Regions from separate parts of the Danio rerio genome. Here region 1 is linked to region 2. Evidence: chromatin contacts called from public HiCAR-type data. All regions are on one chromosome and are shown on one strand. Each heading gives the region's core, a stretch centred on a gene start, on an enhancer-like site or on the middle of the called end of the contact. The rest is flanking DNA. Distances are from core to core; before and after follow the strand shown.

Region 1 (5,377 bases), core at 2,035-4,534, 71 kb before region 2:
ATTTCTATTCATAAATGAGTAATAAAAAATATATTTTTTATGTTGTCTCCACATTCCCTCCAAAATTGTTAGCAGTCTATGAGTTTCTACTATTCATTCAACCATGGTGAACGCATGGAGAATAAAGGCACTTGCTTTTGCACTCCTTTATTCTCTCCCATGCATGGTGCACGACAAAATTGAAAATTCTGTGCAACTGCCACAAGGGGGCGGTTTTCAACAGTCGTTTTCAAATGTGAAGTGGAAAAGTGTCCCACCCTCTTTTCGTGTTTCGGATGAGATTATATCAAACATAGAATAAAAGTGCATATATAAAGCACTTCACGATACCCTTTAAAAAGGCCATTTCGCTCAGCCCTACTGTCAGGGGCTGGTTTCACATCTGAGTGGCTAATCTTAAAAGAGAAAGCATACATGTGTTGTACAGTGTCATAGTCTATTTTAAAAACATAAGTCACATGAAAAGAAGTTGGGCAATATTGATGGGTTTTTTTAACAAATCAAAATATTAGTAAATACCTTGGCAGGGATCTATTGGTTGACCAATATTCATCAACTGCTATAGTGTAAATTGCCAGATTATTTTACCCTGATCACTCATTTGGAATTTATGCTATTTATTAATGATAACAACCAGCTGGATGTAAATTATACCTTACTTGATTACTGTAACTTTAAATGATTGTAACTGTAACTTTAAGTGATTTAACTGTAACTTTAAATTATTGATAAATCTGAAAACAGCATCCGTAGCATTTTCATGTAAAAAGCCTATTTGTGTATTTTGTGAAACAAAAATGTCATCAGCCCACCTACATCCTGACCCTAGTCAAACATCACGTTACAACAAAGGCAGCTATAGCATTTGTTGTGCTACTGAACTTAATATCAAACATCATTTGTCATGTACATCATTTGTCCTAAACATTTTTGTCAAAAAAGCTTGGTGTGATCGGCAGCTAATCTCCTCTGAAGTAGAAGGGCATTTTCACAGAAACTCTAAATACCTGAAGAAACACAAAGAAACCCAGTAAAACCCCATAGCGGCTTCTGAATAAACAAAAGATTTAACTGTTTTTATTGATTCAGAATGACTTATAAAGACAAAACTGTTTTTTTAATTAATGTTATTATTATTTCATGTATCTTACAACTTAGCATTTATTTCAAATGCTCAACTGAATTTATGAAGCAAGTTTGGAGAAAAATTATGTTCTTAAATGTGGTAACTTCATATGAAGCATTTACTCCACAGAGTTATAGTTCACTGAGAAGAGACACAAACAGCTGTCATTATCACAGAATATTATCTCAATATCATTTTCGACCAATTCAACAGAATTAACAATTTTTTTTTTTTCTAATCAGTGACCAACGACTCTGTGTAGTAAATGCTGCTCCATCTGAACACATACTGGAGGTTTACTAGAACCAGCTTAACTGTCAAAATGCGCATGAAATCATGCAACAGATCAGATAAGCTACTTTCCTTATCTGATCTTTTGCAGGACTTTATGCACATTTTCTGGTTTTGTGTGAATGTGGCCTTATACTGCACAACAAAACTCCAAAGAAAGCCAAGCCAATGCAAAGAGAACAACACCAAAGAGATACCAGAGTATCCATATTACAAATCAACAGTCCACAAGGAGCATTTTGCAATTAAATTCTTCAAAAAAAAAAAAAAAAAGTTTAAAACTTTTATAATCCAATAATAATGATTTTTTTATTATTATTACATTCATTGTGGATAATATATGCATCACAGAAGTGTGATACATTATATTTACTTTATGTATTGGTTGCTTATTTAAATTTGACCAGATCAGATGGAACCTTAGCATCTTTATGTCCACCTCCCCAGTGGTTGCTATTCTGTTATTGTCTGGAGCTGCCCAGAGGTGAACCCAGATTTGAAACAAAATACTATAGCAGAAGTCAAAACAACAAAAATGAAAACTGGCAATCAGAGTCAGAATACCTTCTGAGGTTTTCATCGTTTTTTCTGAATTAGAATTATTAGATCTAAAAATTTATATTTTACCTGTTTATCAAATATTAAATAAATTGTTTAAACATATTAGCTAATAAAAATATTATTTTTCTAGAAAAGTGTTATATCATAAGAAATATTCCCATTGCAATACTCAACAATAGCAGATCTTCTAATGTTAGTGTTAGTTAATATTTAAATGTATTCCACTTGTTCATATTTACATTACATTCAACCACATATATATTTTAATGTTGGTGAGAATGGGGTTTTACTTTGAACATGTCAAAGTCATCATGCTACACCAAACTAGGTTATCGTCTCTAGCACTTTTAAATTAATTAGAATTGGAGTATAATAACATTTTTAACATTTATAAGCGACATTTATTCTTAAGTGTAGAAGGAGCAAAATACCATCAATCTACAATTTTGACAAATGTAGGACTTTTTAGAATTTTACTCTGAGCAAGCTTAAAGCATGCAGTTGTTAATGACACAGTAACACAATAATTCCCCCTTGTTTTACTTTACTTCAATTGCAATGTCTTTGCAGACTGCTAAAGGTGCTTTTTGGAGTATTTGTTAAACATCAGACCTCTAACTAAAGCTGTTTGTTACTTTGTTTATTTAATAAACATGAATTGACTTACAACAAGGTTGCCAATTTCATTAGAAAATTGCACAAATTGATCACTAAATGAAAATACATATATGCTTTAAGGGGATGGGGACATTTAATCTGATCTATAAACAAAGAAATAAGAAAAAGAAAAAAAATCCTAAACAAACCAGATTAAAACTTGAGCAAAATATTTGCAGATTTCAGCCAGACCTTGAATCCACAGGGAACCTTTCAAAGGAGACCTTTGGTTTTTCAGTTGAATTAAGCAACACTACGCCCATTAACTGGTCACAACAGATCTGACATTTTTCCGTGTTTTTAAGTAGATTGACAATATTGTTTAACTAAACATCTTGTTGTGAATAAAATAGCCTGAGAAACATGAACGGACAATCAGTACTCACCTGATTATATTTCGCTGAATCAAAACAGATGCTATCCGATAAACAGCGCGAGTCACTGGACACCAGCATAGACAGCTCCGCCGTATTTTACCAATAAAAAAGAAGCGTGGAATAACACAAATACATTGTGGGGGTTCCACCGCACGTAAGCTTTTGGTCAGCGATTGACACAATACTTTCTGTCGGCATTAAACTGTCTTCCTGTTTATACTAAACTACTAATAGAAAGTCGAACTAAACCACAGTAATGCCTGTGAAAGGCTGCTCAAGTAATGCGTTTGTCAGCCGTGTGTTTCAAAGTTGAGATCCCGCCCCCTGCCCACACCAATAGTGGATGGGGAGTTTGATTTACTCCATTGACTCGAATCTTTTGAACTGCTTCAGTTGAATCATATACAATTGTTACATTAGTCTATCGCTTTACTCTATATGTCCATATATCTACTGAAAACTTTAAAAAACAATTTTTCTTCAGTCATAAAGTGAGTTCAGTTACTGTGCAATATATAGTTTATAATGGTATTTATGCTTGTCAAGACTAGATGATTTAACTAAAGAACGAGTCGGTTCAGGAATTGATTTAATACTGGGTGGAGTTTTACGTTTCCCAAGCATGCGCGTGTGCTACAGTCTCTGCATGCATTCCAAACGGGAAAAATCTACCCTGACCATGAAACAAGTGCTGTCCCGGGTTCACTCCTCGTCTGTTTCGAGCCTTTAGAAGGGTCTTTCTATTACTATTTTAATTGCTAATTCATTACGTTATGTAAAAATAAAAATAATAGTTATAGCTTCCTAAAACTGGCATGTTGTTATAAGTTATGTAGCCTAAGGATATCATAGCATGGTTTGTGAGAAACATGCATGCATGTTTACTGTTGAAACAGATTCTGGATGATAATATCCTACGTCCAACGTTGGACACTGTATTGCAGTTTAGTTTATTATGTTAGAAAATTATAGAAGTTGCATGAATAAAATTATTACAATTCTAAAAATTTACTGAAATGCCTTTTTAAGTACTAAACAATTTAAGTGGTTGGTGCTGTTTCAATACTATTTGTAGATTTATCGGGGTTTTTTTAGAATGAAAAAAAAAGTGAAAATAATATTTGTTTTTAAATAGTTTTGTAGGTTAAATAGGGAGGAAGGAAACAAATGTGTCTCTCAGGGCCATAGGTGTTACACATGTAAACATATATTAACAAATATTTCCAAATACACATAGACATAGAAAAGTAATATTTAATGTAAGTACATTTTTTGTCTTGACCTGGTTTTCCTACAGTACACGGTGCCAATGTTATGGCACCACCCTGCGTTTTTAATGTACACTGCACGTAGCAGTTGATGTTTGAACTGTCTGCAGCAGATACCTGTTGAATGTCAAAAAATGAAATAAAAAACCTGTTAAATGTTCGTTGTGCATTACACAGAATTTCTTTAGTGCACATTGAGTGGATGAAGGAGGATTTGTGTTAAATGTGCTTTATGCAGTTGTGTAAAGAATGTCCTTAGTTCAAACTGTTAAAGTGCTAAGTGCAGAGATGTGTCTAAATATCCATTGTGTGGCACAAATGTTTAGAAAGTTGATTGGATAGAGGGTTTTATTTCATACCTTTTATTAATGTTTAAAATTGGGAATACTTCTGTAGGACACATGCCAGTGTTTATTTTTATGTAAACTGTTATTTTATGATGTAAATAATTTAATATTTAAGTATAATTTTGACTGTTTTATGCTCTTTTATATAAATAAATAAATAAATAAATAAATAAATACATACATACATACATACATACATACATACATACATACAATCATACATACATGTTTATATACATATGTTTGTGTGTTTTTGTCCCTTGTGGGGGCACCACAGTAAATTTTCGCTTAGGGTAACCCCCATGCCACTCCCATTACCACCTACCACACGCAGATTTAAAACTGTATTTACTACTGTATATGATTTCATATCACAGATTTCATATACAGCTCTTGAAAGAGAAAGTCAAAGTAGTTTAAGTTAAGTATTTGACCTCTTTGGGGTTATGAAGCCTGCATACACAAATAGTGTTCATCTGTTGAAGGTGATTCACATTTGCATATTTTATTCATTTTTGTAACACAGAGACACACAAATTACACTGAAAGCTTAATGTTAAATAAAATTATTTTTTTATATAATGTTACATCTCAACCCGTTGGAAATCTTGGCTACAATATATTAATACTTTACCTTTAAGTACAGCATTTAATTTATCAGTACATTTTTGATCAACTTTTAAAAGCACATTTTAATTTAAATAAGCAGGGATAATGTTCAAACTTTTTGTAATTTTTAAAGTGGCTAAC
Region 2 (5,773 bases), core at 1,148-3,647:
TTCAGCTTCTCTTTCATGTTCATCAAACCAATCTGTCACTAGTTTTGCTGTGTGTGTAGGTGCATTATTATCCTGATACACGCAACCACCTTCAGGATACAATGTTTGAACCACTGGGTGCACATGGTCTTTCAGAATGCTTTGGTAGTCCTTGACAGTGATGCTCCATCTAGCACCGGTATTGGGCCTAGGGAATGGCATGATATTGGAGCCCAATCCATCACAGTTTTTCTAAAACTCTGGCTTTCAGTTTAAAAACTGTACTATCACAAACATTATGTGAGACACAATCAGGATTTTCAATACACAGATCAATCCACAATTCTTGAATCTGGCTTCTAGAATGTGGCCTAATTAATAAAGATACGTTTGTTTTATTTTTTTTATATCTATAAGGCTGCACGTTGTCGCAGTTGGTAGCACGTCCATCTCACAGCAAGAAGGTCGCCGGTTCGAGCCTCGGCTGGGTCAGTTGGAATTTTTGTGTGGAGTTTGCATGTTCTCCCTGTGTTTGCGTGAGTTTCCTTATCGCCCTGATGCATCCAACTCTTCAGATACACTTGAATCTCTATACAGGTATTTAGTTGAGATCAAATTTTTAACAGTCACAGAATATTCTCTTTCTGAATGAAAACAAATCTTAGTGCATCGTGTTTGAAAATTCAAATTAATGAATGATCTCTAAATCACCTGACGAAGAATAGCCACTACATTGGTAGTGGCAAATAGGGATCCTGATAAACAAATTAAAAATTAATAAACATCAGTAATTTTACTTATTTGTCTTCATTTAGACTATTTTCATTCATTTTCTTTTTTCGGCTTAGCCCCTTTATTAACCTGGGGTCGTCACAGCGGAATGAACCGCCAACTTATTCAGCATATTTTTTACGCAGCGGATGCCCTTCCAGCTGCAACCCATCACTGGGAAATATAGGGTATTTTATTTCTATTTATTTATTATGAAACCATTTGTTTATTTATTAATTATAATTTTTGTATTGTATTTTTGTATATTGTATTTTGCTCTTATGTTAAAGTTATGTAAAGATTGAGAATTTTTGCATAATTTTCAATGTTATTATGTTTTCTGTTATTGTGGGCAATGCAGTTATTCTAATTTGCTTCTGAAAGAGTTTTCCCTTTTTGTAATTGAGAACATTAATAAAGACTTTTCCTTATGGGAAAATGTTTTATTGGGTTTGGTTAATTGCAAAACTAAACAGAACCTTAAACATAAAACCAAAATATATTTCTTTAGTCTTCTTATCTTATTAACAAAATTTTATGTACATAAATGTAAATTTCCGAACCAAAAACCTTTTTTTTATATATGTATATATATTTTGTTTACTGAAATGCAGTATAACTTTGAAACTCTTTTACAGAAAAAAGCCTATAGTCTTACAAACTACAAACATGGAGCTCGAGTTTTATTAAAGCTGTATCTTAGTTAAAATCTACCCTCGTCCTTCTGGAACACATTATTTCACGTTTTTCGTGTTATACTATATCTGCAGCAAAACCGTGATTTATTTAAAAAACGTGTTTGGTCATTAACATCTGAATGCATAATTATGCAAACGCCTGAATGCATAATTATGCAAACACGTATTTTTTTCTCCATAAAAAGAGCCGCGAATGGCAGAATAATGCTACTGTTTCTGTGGAAAAGTGAAAGGAAAAGTAGATAATATAACAAGATGAATGACAGGACATGTATTTAAGCAACATAACTGATCCTTAATAAAGCAGCATATCCCAAATATTGCAAACTCTCCAGTCACACACTTAAAAGTATATACTTTTTATTGTAAAAAAAAAAAAAAAAAAAACATTGACGTAACGTAGCATATCACGTTGTCACGTGACTGTACCAGGAAGTGAACTCTTGGCCGAAACTCCAAGAGGTGAAAGATCCCTTTTTGCGTAAGACAACAGCACACAGTTCTCAAATTTATTGTGCAAGCAGAGCAGGCACCGTTTTTATAAACTGTTCCATATCGGATCGGTACTGCGGTCAAGCCAGCCGCGGTTCGGAAAAACACAGTCATGCCAGCCGCGCTTTATATTTCGGCGCGCGCGTATTATTATCATTACGGTAATGTCAGCAGCCACACAGAGAGCGCTCCAGAGAGCATCCATTTCGCCCAGAACAGAGAGATAACAACGAAATATAAGTTTATCCCCCTTTCCTCCCACGTATGCTTTATTAAACAATTTATTAGCTTTGTTTGACTGTTGTTATTTTAAGAAATTGGTTTCTGGGCTTACCTTTAATTTCCTCAAGTTTATCTTTTTGCTTCAAATGATTTTATAGCAGATCAAACGGACAGAATAAATATACGATTTCTAAATACACAGAATACGTTTCTACTTCTCCTAGCCAACTACAGTACATTGCAAATAAGGTTAAATGCAATTTTATACAACGTGGCTAACCTCAGAAAGTGAAAACAATCATAAAGTAGTCCAACAAAACATTGTTTGAATTACAAATATATGTTTATTTCATTTAAAGGGGATTTAAAAATGTATGCTTCTTTCAGTATATGGGATATGGGGCATTATTACACTTTAGATGACTGTAAAGACCTTATTATTTGTTATAAGTAGAATAGAACAACAATAAGATCTGATGCAGGAAGTCAAATACTAAGCATACATCATATGAAGCCTGTTTTACTGCAGCATTTTGGAGAAATGTACCATTAACACACTTTAAAGTGCTATAAAGAAATAAGTAGAAAAACAACAGTTTGGTTCTGATACAGGATGTACATGCATACCTCATGTAAAAGACCTCATTCAGGTGAGCAGAAGAAAACAATGGACAGGACATCCAATATTATATGCATACCTCATAATAACTTACTGCAGCATTTTGGAGAAATGTGCTATTATTGAGCTATAAAGTCTTTAAAGTGCATAAATACATTGTTTGACATAAGTTAAATAAAAGACTGATCTGGTTTGATACTGGATGTCACATGCTATTTGCATATATACTACATCTAAATACTTTTTACTTCAGCAATTTGGACAAAAAATGCTCATTTAAAATATGTAGAAAAAAAACAATAGTCAGGTCTGATACAGGACATCACACTCTAAACTTCAAATAAAGACTTGTTACTGCAGTGTTTTGGAGAAATTGGGTATTAACATTACTCCGTGTTATAAAGACCCAATTTCCAATAAGTAGACAAAAACAATGATCAGTTCCTGTACAGAACATCCCATGCTATATGTGTACTTCATATGAAATCTTTTTACTGCACTGTTTTGGAGAAACGGGGTAATAACCTAATAAAAAGTGCTATAAAGACTACATTTCAAATAAGTAGGAAAAAACAATGGTCAGTTCTTACACAGGACATCCCATACTATATATGTACTTCACATGAAACCTTTTTACTGCAGCATTTTAAAGAGACGGGGTATTAACATAATATAAAATACTATAAAGACCGCATTTTAAATAAGTAGAAAAAAACAATGGTCAGTTCTTACACAGGACATCCCATACTATGTGTGGACTTCACATGAAACCTTATTACTGCAGTGTTTTGGAGAAATTGTATAATATTATATTTCAAAGTGTTATAAAGACCCCAATTTAAATAAGTAGAAAAAAACAATGGTCAGTTATTATACACGACATCCCATACTATATCTCCACTTCACATGAAACCTATTTACTGCAGCATTTTAGAGAAATGGGGTATTAACATAAAATAAAGTGCTATAAAGACCCCATTTTAAATAAGTAGAAAAAAAACAATGGTCAGTTCTTATACAGGACATCCCATACTATATGTACTTCACATAAAACCTTTTTACTGCAGCATTTTAAAGAGACGGGGTATTAACATAATATAAAATACTATAAAGACCGCATTTTAAATAAGTAGAAAAAAACAATGGTCAGTTCTTACACAGGACATCCCAGACTATATGTGTACTTCACATGAAACCTTTTTACTGCAGCATTTTGGAGAAACAGGGTATTACATAGAAAAAGTACTATAAATACTCCCTTTCAAATAAGTAGAAAAAAAACAATGGTCAGATCTTTTACAGGACATGCTAATCTATGTGTGTACTTCACATAAAAGCTTTTTACTGCAGCATTTAAAAAAAACGGGGTATTAACATAATATAAAGTACTGTAAAGAGTTTATTTTAAATAAGTAGAAAAAAACAATGGTCAGTTCTTATACAGGACATTTCATACTATGTGTGTACTTCACATTAAACCTTCTTACTGCACTGTTTTGGAGAAATGGGGTATTAATATGATTTAAAGTGTTATAAGGACCCTATTTCTAATAAGTAGAAAATAACAATGGTCAGTTCTTATATAGGACATCCCATACTATGTGTGAACTTCACATGAAACCTTGTTACTGCAGTGTTTTGGAGAAATTGTATATTATTATATTTCAAAGTGTTATAAAGACCACAATTTAAATAAGTAGAAAAAAACAATGGTCAGTTATTATACACGACATCCCATACTATATCTCTACTTCACATGAAACCTATTTACTGCAGCATTTTAGAGAAATGGGGTATTAACATGAAATAAAGTGCTATAAAGACCCCATTTCAAATAAGTAGAAAAAAAACAATGGTCAGTTCTTATACAGGGCATCCCATACTATGTGTGAACTTCACATGAAACCTTATTACTGTAGTGTTTTGGAGAATTTGTATATTATTATATTTCAAAGTGTTATAAAGACCCCAATTTAAATAAGTAGAAAAAAACAATGGTCAGTTCTTATACAGGACATCCCATACTATATATGTACTTCACATGAAACCTTTTTACTGCAGCATTTTAAAGAGACAGGGTATTAACATAATATAAAATACTATAAACACCGCATTTTAAATAAGTAGAAAAAAACAATGGTCAGTTCTTATACAGGACATCCCATATTATATATGTACTTCACATGAAATCTTTTTACTGCAGCATTTTAGAGAAATGGGGTATTAACATAAAATAAAGTGCTATAAAGACCCCTTTTCAAATAAGTAGAAAAAAACAATGGTCAGTTCTTATACAGGACATCCCATACTATATGTGCACTTCACATGAAACATTTTTACTGCAGCGTTTTTGGGAAACAGGCTATAAACATATGATAAAGTGCTATAAAGAGCCCATTTCCAATAAGTAGAAAAAACAATGGTCAGTTCTTACATAGGACATCCCATACTATGTACTTGACATGAAACTTTCTTACTGCACTGTTTTGGAGAAATGGGGTATTAACATAATATAAAGTACTATAAAGACCCCATTTCCAACAAGTAGAAAGAAACAATGGTCAGTTCTTATTCAGGACATCACATACTATATGTGTACTTCACATAAAAACTTTTTACTGCACTGTTTTGGAGAAACGGGGTAATAACCTAATATAAAGTGCTATAAAGACCGCATTTCAGATAAGTAGAAAAAAACAATAGTCAGTTCTTATACAGGACATACCATACTATATGTGTACTTCACATGAAACCTATTTACTGCAGCATTTTGGAGAAAGGGGGTATTAACATAATATAAAGTGCTATAAAGACCCCATTTCAAATAAGTACAAAAAGACAAAGGTCAGTTCTTATACATGACATCCCATACTACATATGTACTTCACATGAAACCTTTTTACTGCAGCATTTTGAAGAAACGGGGTATTAAGCTAATATCAAGTGCTATAAAGACCCCATTTCAAATAAGTAGAAAAAAACAATGGTCAGT

Evidence for each region. HiCAR-type assays count read pairs that join an accessible place to other places.
Region 1: a contact with region 2 is called in a HiCAR-type map of caudal fin, with 3 times the contacts expected there. The contact joins the promoter of svild here to the promoter of plcd3b in region 2. A contact is called at or near these places in 2 of 4 datasets of contacts at active chromatin or transcription factors (caudal fin and gastrula embryo).

What each region holds. Positions count from the first base shown.
Region 1 is chr12:17,268,789-17,274,165 of GRCz12tu, reverse strand. It overlaps svild (supervillin d), which reads right to left and starts at 3,284. Exons shown (of 27, transcript XM_073918319.1): 1 at 3,022-3,284. It also overlaps a transcript of nmt1b not described here.
Region 2 is chr12:17,196,706-17,202,478 of GRCz12tu, reverse strand. It overlaps plcd3b (phospholipase C, delta 3b), which reads right to left and starts at 2,397. Exons shown (of 16, transcript XM_073918324.1): 1 at 2,275-2,397.